3 separate regions of the Mus musculus genome follow, and regions 1 and 2 are each linked to region 3. Evidence: chromatin contacts called from public HiChIP or PLAC-seq data. All regions are on one chromosome and are shown on one strand. Each heading gives the region's core, a stretch centred on a gene start, on an enhancer-like site or on the middle of the called end of the contact. The rest is flanking DNA. Distances are from core to core; before and after follow the strand shown.

Region 1 (3,736 bases), core at 68-2,567, 510 kb before region 3:
AAGGGTGATGCCTGGCACCTCCCAGGTCCCCCATAAAACCTTTATGAGAAGGCTGGTATTTCAGGTAGTGCTGCACTCTAGATGAGCCTTGAAAGATGCATGTGTGGTGTCTCAGGTCTCTGTAAGTGTCCTCAGTCTACTAGACTATTGTATGGGTAAAACAATCTCAGTTGTACAGCCCTGGAACACAACTTCCAGAAGCCTGAGGCCCTGGGTTGCAACCATGTTTGCCCCACTGCACCTACTTAACGTGATGTAGAACACACGAGCTCAGAAAGCATCTGGCAATCATTGCCTCCTGCTTAGCATCTTCAGCTGACTTTGACTTTGTGCTGAAGTAGCTATTGTAGTCTTCTGACTGGGGTAGACTAGTCAACCTGAGAGAGTAATCTGGAACTTGAACAGTCAGAACTATTGGTTCTCGGGAGCTGAGCAGAAGCTAGAACATTTTATGGTGCTGTGACCCATAGTTGGACTTCTGCCTAGAGAGCCTACATCTGTACCTATGCACATATGTGGATAAACACTACCTTCTCTCTCTCTCTCTGATGAAGATAGTGAATGCTAAGAGGTGATGGAGTTGTTGGAATATACTATATAGAGACAGACAGACCGACCGACAAGAACTGACAGATCAAGAGTCTCACAAAAGCTTTTGAATATGTAAGGATGATACCAGAAACAGACACCCTACGTTTTTTTCTTTCAGTTAGATAGGGATAGTTTATTGAACATATGCCCCAGGACTGGTTGGGGTCAAAAAAGCACAGCCTACTGTTTTAAACTGCTTCTTCTTTGCTTTCTGCTTTAAAATTACACACTGCAAAATCACCAAGGAGAAAGCTTTAAGAAAATTTTCACTTGCTATGGTACAGCTCGCTGGTCTTCCTTTGCCTAAAATAAATAAATAAATAACCCCCTAGAAATGTTTCTTTCTTCTCATAGCCATTAATAACGATGGCTTGAACTGTAAAGATTTGCTTCCACTGAAGGTAATGGGGTAATGTTTATTTCCATTAGGTCAGGCCTATAAAATCCTCTTTTCATATCCGTGAGTCTACAATTTTCAAACAGCAAAGCTGGACATTTTGGTCCCTGACAGGCAACACTCAATAGTGGGATGTTTTAAAAATCTATATGAAGGAAGCCGTTAATACAAGATAGGCTGAGTGTTCTCCCTGTAAATGATTTGTTTTAACCATTGCTCTTCCTCCTGGATAGACAAGGCAAGGCAGACAGCTTATTGGCTTAGTCTGTTGGGCCAGGTTAAAGGGATGCAGCTTGGAAAGGCTCTTAAGGGAGATTACCCTTGGGCTAAAAATAGCAGGCACTAGAGAATTATCTTAAATATGACCAAACTTGCTCTGTACGGTGAATGCAGATAACTGTAATATGTTTCCATTTTTGGTCATTTCAGGGCTTTTTACTTTCTCTCCTTCTTCTTCTTAGTTTGGCTTGCTGTAGCTGACTATTTAATTCATTTCTGATTCTATTTGTCACATTTGCTCTCAGAGATATTGCCCAGGGGTGTTTGACTAAGGAACCCTTCTTATTTAGCTGGGCTGCTTTTGTTGAAATCTAATGAGCTGTTGGATTGCCAAGTACAGCCACAGAGTAGACAGCGCGGGTTAGAAGGTAAATTCATTAAAACGTGTCATTAAAAACCTACTATGTGGGTTTGGAGCTGTAACTCAGTTCATAGAGAATTTGCTTAGCATGCAAAAAAAACAAAAATCCAAAACACAAACAACAACAACAACAAAAAACAGTACTCTGGGGTGACATTTGTCTGTAATCCTAGTGTTTAGGAAATGAAGGCAAGAGGATTGCAACTTCAAGGTCATCTTCGGCTACATTGGAACACTCATAGCTGTCAGCCTGACGTACATGATGCCCTGTCTCAAAAAATACCATAACTGCCACATATATACCCACTTTTTTTGTCTACTTTCTGGAAACGTAATTTATACACAAGAAGAAGTTTGTGTTACCTCCTATTTGTTTGTATCTCAGGAGTAAATATATGATACAACAGTGACCAATTTTCCTCTCATTCCTTTTCAGCAGACATTTGCAGTCATCGTAAAGTCTCCTTGATGTTCATTTCTCCTTTTGCTGCAGGATTCATCTCCTGACTTTTAACGCAGGAGTGTCTTCAGTAGACAAGCAACGCCTAAGGGGAGTCCCTGTATCATACGTCTCACGTACTGAGTGTATTGCAGTGGAGTGAACACAGAGCAAGCTCCATCCAAGCTGCTTCTTAAATGGCTGATAACTGTCCATTAAGATCAGCTCTGCCCTACAACATCCAATAAAGGAACAGTATGCCTGACAACATACAAGTTGTTCCGATGCCCTCAACTTGTAGGTAAAACATCTAAAGAAGGTTCACTACCACCCTTACAAAAACTACAACGGTGACCAGAATGGCAGCTTCACAGGAGAAACCAGGAAAAGCTGGGGATCTACCTTTGTCCCTTCTGCATACTGAACTCCATCACAGCTCATCAAAGAAGGCAAGAACGGGAACGTTCACAGCCTCCAGAAACCCACAGACCTGAAGAATTAGCCATCCTCTGCCCCCTCCAGGTTTCCTTACTAGAGCCTGGATTGATTCTTCCAAGAGTCCAGGTAACCACTATACATACATCATGGTAAACTGCACAATCCTGTGATCACTTAAACACAAGAAGCAAGTTCTTCTCACTGTGATTGTCTACAAGAAAACTACTAGAATGATGATAAGAGACTAGCAAAACCATGAAAGTCAAAAGAGACCTGGAAAAAGGAATAGAGTGTCGGGAATGGTGTATTGTAATGCTGCAGAACTTCATTTCTATGAACTCGGGTGAGAGTTAGCTAGTTCCATACATATAGGCAGGGGAACCCACATGATCCTTGAACCCTAGAACACTACCAGATCCTCAGCACTTCACTGAATATGAAAAATTACCCCCACCTTGATCTCAAGCTATACAGGTGAAAAGCAGATAACATGCACCCTTAGCAATGTGTTATGTACACACATGGCCTAACACAGCTGTGTATCTCATCAGCACTGAAGTTTCCCTCATATCTTAATCTGCACAGCAAATCTGTTCGATGAGTTAGAAGGTAGGTTTGCAGCCAAGCTGGCAGGCATACAGCATGCCACTGTCACCCTTGGCTCTGTTTATAAACCATCTCCTGGAGAACATGTTCTCAGATCCTTGACATGTCTTATTTTTAGCCCAATTGGTCAGGATGGCTAGGAAGGTCATTTTATTTTCTCTTTCTGAATTCAGTAGGACCACTGGAAAGCCATCCATTAAGAAGCACTGGAGACAGTCCCAATGTGTATGACACTGTCCTGGGCAATGATGGGGGCAAACACACAGTCAGATTTCTTTTACTTAACCCACAATTTATGGAGATGTGGAATCAATGACCTGTATCATAATCCAAAAACTTACAGAAAGAGAAAAAAAAAAAAAAAAACACTGTTGAGCCTATGTGACAACAACTCACTGTATTCCATGGAGGGCCACAAATACCTTACTAAACTTGGGGGAATTAATATCTTATCATGTGCCTGGTAAAGCCTTCAGATAAAAAGAGACAAAACAACCCATCTTTAAAATAGCACATTGTTACAGGACTGTTTATGGAAATGGTGGCCACAGAAAATTTCTCTGGGATCCTGTCTCCCTAAGACTCACATCCAGTGGCCCTTAGCGGAGGGCTGATTTGATCTTTG
Region 2 (3,678 bases), core at 511-3,010, 450 kb before region 3:
GTCAAACAGGGAAATGCACAGAGCACCCCTGCATAAAATGATGCTATGGTATGGTGCCCACAGCATGAGACCAGGTGCTGTGCAAGGTAGGAAGAAGGCTTGGATACGTTCTTCAAGATGAAAACATGAAATCCTTGGATTGTGCTCACATCATAGTGCACGAGTGTTAACCCAACATCTAAGGATGCAGGCTGAGTTAACCACAAGTCTTTGTGATAGAACTTCATGTGCGATTTCGGAGCCAGAGCTGAGTTTCCCGGGACAACAGGGATGACTCTCAAAGCTGCTGACTCAAAGCTATCCTAGACTCCCATGCAGTCCTTGCTGGAAGTGATGCTGCCCTGCTGGGGCTGCATGTGAACATAGCTAGATGCCAACAACAGGTTCAGTACCAGCTATTTGTAGACAGGAAATACCTGTGTGTGGAAATCAGTGTGTGGAAGGGCCAATGCTTAGAATGGCTTTGATGTCAATGGAAAAGGGCTGAGACAGTCCCAAGGTTGAATCCTCCCAGAAACGACAACATTTCAATCAAGGATTCACATTTTGCTGCCTTCTTCTATGGATCATTTTCCTAGAGATAATAACAATAACTGGAATAATGAGGAGGCTAACACCTGACACCTTTTACTGAGCATTCATTTGCCCTAGACTAAGTCTTTACAAGGCTCTTCTCATTAAATCTTTTTAATAGCCCTATGAGGAAGATATTAGTATTGTTCCACTTTATAGCAGAGTGTTAAAGAGGCCCTAAGCTCATCAAAGAAGCATTCCTACTATGGCTATGGAACACCTTTCACAAGTTTACCAGCCTCACTGTCTGTCATTCTAGCATACTTTATTTGTATGTTAGCACCTTGCACGGCTTCCAAGGATAACATCAGAATTTTCATCCAGACACCCTGCTTTATTTACTTTTATGGCTCCAAACCAGATTTGAAGTTTCTTTTCTATTCAGACTCAAAGACCATTTATTTTGTTGCACCTGGCTTCAAACACAGCAAAATCCTTCTCTGCCCCGTGAGTGACTGTGAATGCCATTTTTGATGGCACAGTCCTTGCAGGGCTGCCTATCATTGTGCTTTCCCAGATGCACTCGGGGGCAAAATATAAATAATAAATAACAGCAATTCCTGTGTTTCTTTTGCACCATCTAAGATGCCAATCATATGGTGGGGTGTAACGCCCTCTCAGCTATGACATTTAGGTACAAGGCTGAAGGGCTATTTCTTTGGCTAGGACTGCCATTCAGTTCTCTAGTATCATAAATACCAACCTTAACCCCAACAAAGGCACAACATTTTATCAGTACGAGGCAGAAGAAAAGAAAGATTTTGATACATGAACAACTATCACCACTGATTTAGAAAAAAAAAAAGTTAAAAAAAAAAACATATACCACACAAGCTTTTGAACAAAATAAATTGTGTCCCAAAGCCCACCCAAATGGGGAACCTGTGGAATTTTTCAGGATTCAAGGGACTTTTCTGCTTTTCTCCCCTTTCTCCCCTAACCAGGCTCTTAAGGGGTCAAATTCCTACGGGATCGTAATCTGAGAAGTAATGAGTTAATGTAAACTGTACAGTTCAGTCAGTGATGTCTTTGGTAATTGTCACATGGACCCTGTAATCTGTCTCATGCTGTCAGCACTGGGTTAGTCATAATAATATCACATAAGAACGTTCAAAGTGACACACTAACCAACATGAGAGTCGCATGACTCGCTGGCACGGCTACTGCCCTTCAGCTGAACTTTGGCTTAGAACGTAAGGCTCCCAGAGGCAGCCAGCACATGCCACCGCGTGGAGCATTCAGTGGCATTTTCCGTTGCTATGGCCTCTGTTGCTCCACCATCCCAGGGGAGGACAACTGAGGCTGAGTTCTGGAGAGTCACCTGCACTTCCACACCTCTGGCGCTAGCAAAGAGGGACTTGCAGCTGTGGTGGCTGCCACCTTTGGAGTGCTGGGACTCTGTGTCCCTTCCACACTTGATTAGTTTTGCAAATGTGTGTGTAGCACGTTATGCCAAGTGCCACAGCAGGGAAACTCGGACCCCCAAAGGGAGTTTGTGCTGGAAGAGGTAGGGAAAGAATGTGACTCTTGGCTAAGAGGACACAAGCCAAGGGCAGGAAAGGGGGTTGGTGAGGGAGGAAAGCAGCCACTCTGGGTGGAAGGTTACTCCACACTGCTTTGGTATATTGACTTTTCTGTATCCACCCCCCTACCACCACGTGTTTGGGGTTTTTTTTTTTAAACCTACAACATGTTTTAGATTTTTTTATTTGCAGACTCACATATTTTTAAAGAGAATCAAAGAAGTAAAGACTAGTAGAAGGAGAGTAGGAAGGTGACCCGTTCAACTTACTCACTGGTTCATTCACAAAGCAGAGAGCAGAAAGGAAGTGGAGGGCTGTCATCTGACATTGGATTTGAGAACATTTATTGGCTGTGTGCCTCTGGCGTACTTACCTAACGTCTTTTTCTAAGCTTTATCCTCTGCAGTAAAATAGAAAAATAATACTTAATTTACAAGGCTGTTAAGAAGATAAAAAGAGGCGATGCGTGCTAAGTGCCAGCAAGTGATAGGTGTGAGGATCCTGGGGAGGAATGAGGATCCTTGTTGTCAGATATACCCAGTTACAAAGCCTGGCTGCACCACTCATTAGCATGTGACCTCACCTTGCAGAGCTCCAATGTCCTAGCACAAAATGGGGAAAACAAAACACAACTGTCAGAGGTCTTAAAAGAAGTCACGGAGACCAAAGTCCCAGTGTTGGAAATAGAGAGACAATAACGACCGGTTATAATAGCATAGGCAGAAGGTAAGGAAAGAAAAAGAAGGTGATCTATTCATGCAATCAACAAATGGAAATCTCAAGCAGTACAATGCTGTACAGAATATATAAATAAGAGCTCGAGGCAGTGATCAATAGATCAAAAGATTTCGAAGGAAATCTAAGTACAGGAGAGTAGACAGCACAGGGTATCTCCACAGGGACCAAGGTCAGATCATTTGATGGGAATTTCCCTGTGTATTCTCCTTCCTATGAGGGGGGTGATACCACTCCTCTAGGCTAAAAAAATAAACAAATAAAATAAAAAAGCCCGGAGACAGGCAACAACGTTCCTAGGGCCATACAGCCAAAAAGTAGCAGAAAGAGAAATAAACTCAGGGCCTATTTTGCTAATACAATCTTTTAGGAAAGACAGATGATTTTATAAAGAAGAAAAAGCACAACATATAAGTATATAGGGATTAAAAACAGCAACTACAGACAAAGCAATGAAGGGCAGAAAATTTCTGTTTGCAGTGCAGGGATGGAAAAAAGAGAAACTAGTTAATTTTTAAAAGGAAGAATATTTTGACAAAATGATTTTTTAATGGGAAATAAATATTGTATTCATTGGCAAGAGAGTTGCCAGAGATAAGTCAGGGAGGCTAGAATATCATGGGGAACTTAAGAAAGGGGGATTCCAGTGGCAAAGAGTAATATAGAGGTTTTCTCGATAGCATGTTCCACTGAGGCTGAGGTGCTGTGTGATCTCTAGTTTCCCTGACATAAGCCAGAACAAGTGGCTCTGAAGAGAATGTCATCAGTACACAGGACCCAGGGGTTGGAATGTCACCAGTACATGGGGCCTGGGAGTTGGGATCTCTCTGGAGCTCTGGGCTGCTAG
Region 3 (3,802 bases), core at 724-3,223:
TTGGACAGAAGTCTAGGACCTCTATGGAAGACTTAGGGGGAGGGTTGAAGGAGTTAACAGAGATGGCAACACCATAGGAAGACTAACAGTGTCAACTAACCTGGACCCTTGGGAGCTCCCAAAGACTGAGCCACCAACCAAAGACCGTGCATGGGCTGAACTGAGGCTCCTAGCACATATGTAGCAGAGGAATGCCTTATCTGGCCTCAGTGGGAAAGAATGCACCTAATCCTGTAGAGACTTGATGTCCCAGGGAGGGGGGGGCTTGTCCAGTCCAGCAGGGGGCACCCTCTCAGAGACAAAGGGGAAAAGAGAGGGGCGGGGAGAACTCTGTAAGGGGGACTGGCAGGGGAGCAACATTTGGGATGTAAATGAATAAAATAATTAGTAAATAATATTTTTTTAAAGAGAAATCTATTCCAGTCCAGTGAAATGGCTCAATAGACAAAAGGCCTGGCCTCACAAGCCTGTTGATCCAAGGTCAATCCCAGAAAAAACCAGAAGTGCCAGTGTACATCTATAATCCCAGCAAGATGGGGAGGTGAAGACAGGAGACCTGGCTGAAAGCTCACAGGTCATCATGCCTGCAGTATGTTGCATATTCAGCAGAAATGATAGAGACCTACCTCTGCCCCACCCCACACACACACCTGGAAACAAGGTAGAAGAGAAAAACCAACTCCCAAAGAGTTTCTCTGACCTCTAAACACACACCCACATCCACACCCACACCCACACCCAAATAGACCGTCACACAATCACACACAAGTAATCAATTAACTACTTAATTAATCAAATGAAAAGGATGAAATCCACCACAGCCACACATTCTTTCTTCTCATCTGCTAGTTCCACCCCACCTAGAAAAGACTTAGTTGCGGATCTGACTTTACAGGGTCTGGTTAGCAACTGACTTGTATGCGGAGGGCGTGCTGATTTCACAAAGGAAAAAAACCACAATCGTGGTGTGGTCTCCTGAGAATACATTTATTTCTGCAGTATAAAACAAAATTAAATTCTTCAATCTCAAAAACTATTAAAAGGTTGTATTTAAAATGCATGAAGCATTAAAAAGACATCAAAATTAAAATAATCTCATAAATCTCTTCATTTAAAAGACTTATTAGAATACAGATCGAGGCAGAAAACAGCTGCCCCATACTCGGGAGCAGTAAATTATGACTATTTTAACTTTCTTTTATTTTCATACTGAAAATTCTTTTCCAGAATAATTGCATTGCTGTCGCAAGACCAACTGTCCCATATATTTAACATGAAACTGGTAAATCACTTTCAATGGACTCAGAGACAGACTTGCTATCTGTTCTTTTAAAGATCAGTGGACCACAGGATTGTGACCCGCCATGGGATCCAGAAGGTACCAGCAGAAATTAACTCCTAATGGCAAATTGACCAGATTAATTATCATTCCGATTCAGCTGTGAGAGCACTAGGGAGACCCTAGGAAACTCTGATACTGGGAGAATCATAATATCTACCCCTTCCTGTTGGATCTGTCAGCTAAGACCCAAGGAAACAAGGCAGAAAGGGTAGCGAGATGCACCCAGTTGCCATAAATCATTACACCCAGCTCTCCTTCCTTTGTAAGTGATTGACAACTCAGTGCAGATCTTTTCTTTAAAAATAAAGGTTCTCACGCCTTAGACCAGCATATGTCAGTGTCAGTCTGGACTGTACGAGAGCAGTCCTTGGAGTACAATTAACCTATCATGTTGATAGCACCTCAGGGCCAGCGAATCCTAAAAGGGGGAACGGAAAGCCCTAAAGCGCACCACGAGGCCTCATGCCACAGCCTCCCTCCCCCATCAGATTCTTCAAGAACATACTGTGAGCTGAGCAGAGCTATTTTTGATAGAGAACGGCGCGATCCGCTTTGAAAGTCTCACACGAAGATAAAAGGTGTGTCCCATAAAGCTGCCTCCTATTTTTATCGCCTCCCTTCAGCGGGTGGACTCTGGCATCCGTCCCGGTTGGCAGAGATATGATTCGTAAACAAGGGGGCTTTATGAGGCACTGCTTAAGCACCGTGAGTCCACCTGAACTGATGGGGTAGTTAGTGGTCTGGAATTCTGGTTTTGGCTTTTCTACCCCAGGAGACAGCACCGGTGGCAGAAGGAGCGCCTTGGCAAAACAGTATCTGTCTTTGTGATTCCACACACTTCCCATTGCCTGGGCTGTGCAGGCCGAGCAGAGCTCCTTATCTGAGACCCGGGAAAGGATAACGGGGCTGCTGGAGTATAAAAACTGCTAGTATTTTATTTATCTCTCTTCCTTTCTGCTTAGATTACCATTATCTTTGGTCACTGGATTTTGTCGTTTCGACTTCAAATGAAGAGTGAAGTCAAGCAGAAGACACCCTCTGAGCCCAATTGAGCACCACTTCCTCAGTGGATATGCACATGGGTACACACCAGAGAGAGAGAGAGAGAGAGAGAGAGAGAGAGAGAGAGAGAGAGAGAGAGAGAGAGAGCATGCATTGCACACATCCTCCTGGCCTTTCTTTGTCTTTACCCCAGGGTTCCTTAACTCATGAGGGGTAGTAGATGACCCAATGACCTTCCTTGCTTAATAGTTACACTGATAAATGATGTGAGTTCTACGGACGCCTCCAGAACCATTATTTAAGGTGATACTTAAAAGGGGACTTTAAAATCTGTCATCTGCATAAGGGGACTTTGTACAAAATACCTGGTAACTCCGTCATTCTTTGTCTTTTCTTACATAGCCACAGTCTTTTTTCTTCAGAAGGTCTTAAGAAGACACGGGGATGGGTGAAAAAGCAGTCCCTATCTGTAAGGTCCCCATTTTTTGACTGCAGTAAGAAAGATAAGAGCCACAGAGCCATTAAATATCAAGCAACATCTTATGGCCATACAGGATGTTTGGTCTAAGAGAATCTCACGTATGATATGTGGGGTTCTGATGTTTGTGAGAAGGGTTTGAGCAGCAGAATGGGTAAGCACAGGGAGAAGAGGGGGGTTCCTGGATTGGGGGGGGTCACCACCATCTCATGTTCATGGAGTGAGTTTCACATTCATCATTCTTGATACTGCCACATAACATCCACATTGCCTGGTGCTTAATGGTATTTGTTGTTATCATTGATACTCATGTTGAAATTCCTATTACAAAAGGCAATTCCAAGACACTGTTATAACTGGAAAGCCAGTGTCTCATGGCCTACATATGACAGAACTATAAAAATAAAAGAAGTGAAGACAGGAGGTTCCTTGAGCCTGGCCTCTCTCTCTGTTACAAAGGTAGGGAGATATACCTACCCAGCTATTCCACTCATCCCAGATACACCCAGAAGACTCAGCATCAGAACGCAACAGAGAACCTGCAAACCAGTGTTTACTGAGGCAGTAGTTGCCAAAATACAGACTCAGGCTAGGCATCCTCAGTGGATGACTAGATGAAGAAACTATGATATGTATACATGTGACAAAGTATTTATTATTTGACCATTCAGAAGAATAAAATCATTTGTTTGCAAGAAAATTAATGAAAGTGGAGTAAAATAAGTCAAACCCCAGAAGGACAAATGCTATGTTTTCTCTCCCATGCAGAATCCATGTCTAAGAAAAAGACATTGAAGTAGAAGGGGATTATAGGACAGAATGGAAGCTCAATGGAGAATAGGAGACAAGGGAAGGTGCAACCAAATCTCACAGGGAAATGTCCATGTTGTAATTCATTCCTCTGCCAATTAATATACGCTAAGGAAAAAAAAAAAAGAGCAAGGAACAAAGGGAAGAAAGGCATGGTAAAAGGATGTTAC

What was found. HiChIP or PLAC-seq counts read pairs in DNA pulled down with a chosen protein or histone mark.
Region 1: an H3K27ac HiChIP or PLAC-seq map of heart atrium shows a contact between it and region 3, with 13 times the contacts expected there. The contact joins two enhancer-like sites. A contact is called at or near these places in 2 of 484 Hi-C or Micro-C datasets (cerebral cortex and uterus) and 1 of 115 datasets of contacts at active chromatin or transcription factors (heart atrium).
Region 2: a contact with region 3 is called in an H3K27ac HiChIP or PLAC-seq map of heart atrium, with 12 times the contacts expected there. The contact joins two enhancer-like sites. A contact is called at or near these places in 1 of 484 Hi-C or Micro-C datasets (the G1E-ER4 cell line) and 2 of 115 datasets of contacts at active chromatin or transcription factors (SST interneurons and heart atrium).

Annotation. Positions count from the first base shown.
Region 1 is chr5:51,528,339-51,532,074 of GRCm38.p6, forward strand. All of the region lies in intron 2 of Ppargc1a (peroxisome proliferative activated receptor, gamma, coactivator 1 alpha), which reads right to left. Among named protein-coding and RNA genes, the nearest start is that of Ppargc1a, 24 kb to the right of the region's middle. Within about 2 kb of position 1,318, at least 13 of the 459 cell types and tissues checked have an H3K27ac peak or open chromatin away from gene starts, as enhancers often do. A contact at or near this core is called in heart atrium, where this site is marked.
Region 2 is chr5:51,589,946-51,593,623 of GRCm38.p6, forward strand. It overlaps a transcript of Ppargc1a not described here. Among named protein-coding and RNA genes, the nearest start is that of Ppargc1a, 38 kb to the left of the region's middle. Within about 2 kb of position 1,761, at least 35 of the 459 cell types and tissues checked have an H3K27ac peak or open chromatin away from gene starts, as enhancers often do. A contact at or near this core is called in heart atrium, where this site is marked.
Region 3 is chr5:52,038,793-52,042,594 of GRCm38.p6, forward strand. It overlaps a transcript of Ppargc1a not described here. Among named protein-coding and RNA genes, the nearest start is that of Gm40302, 90 kb to the right of the region's middle. Within about 2 kb of position 1,974, at least 26 of the 459 cell types and tissues checked have an H3K27ac peak or open chromatin away from gene starts, as enhancers often do. A contact at or near this core is called in heart atrium, where this site is marked.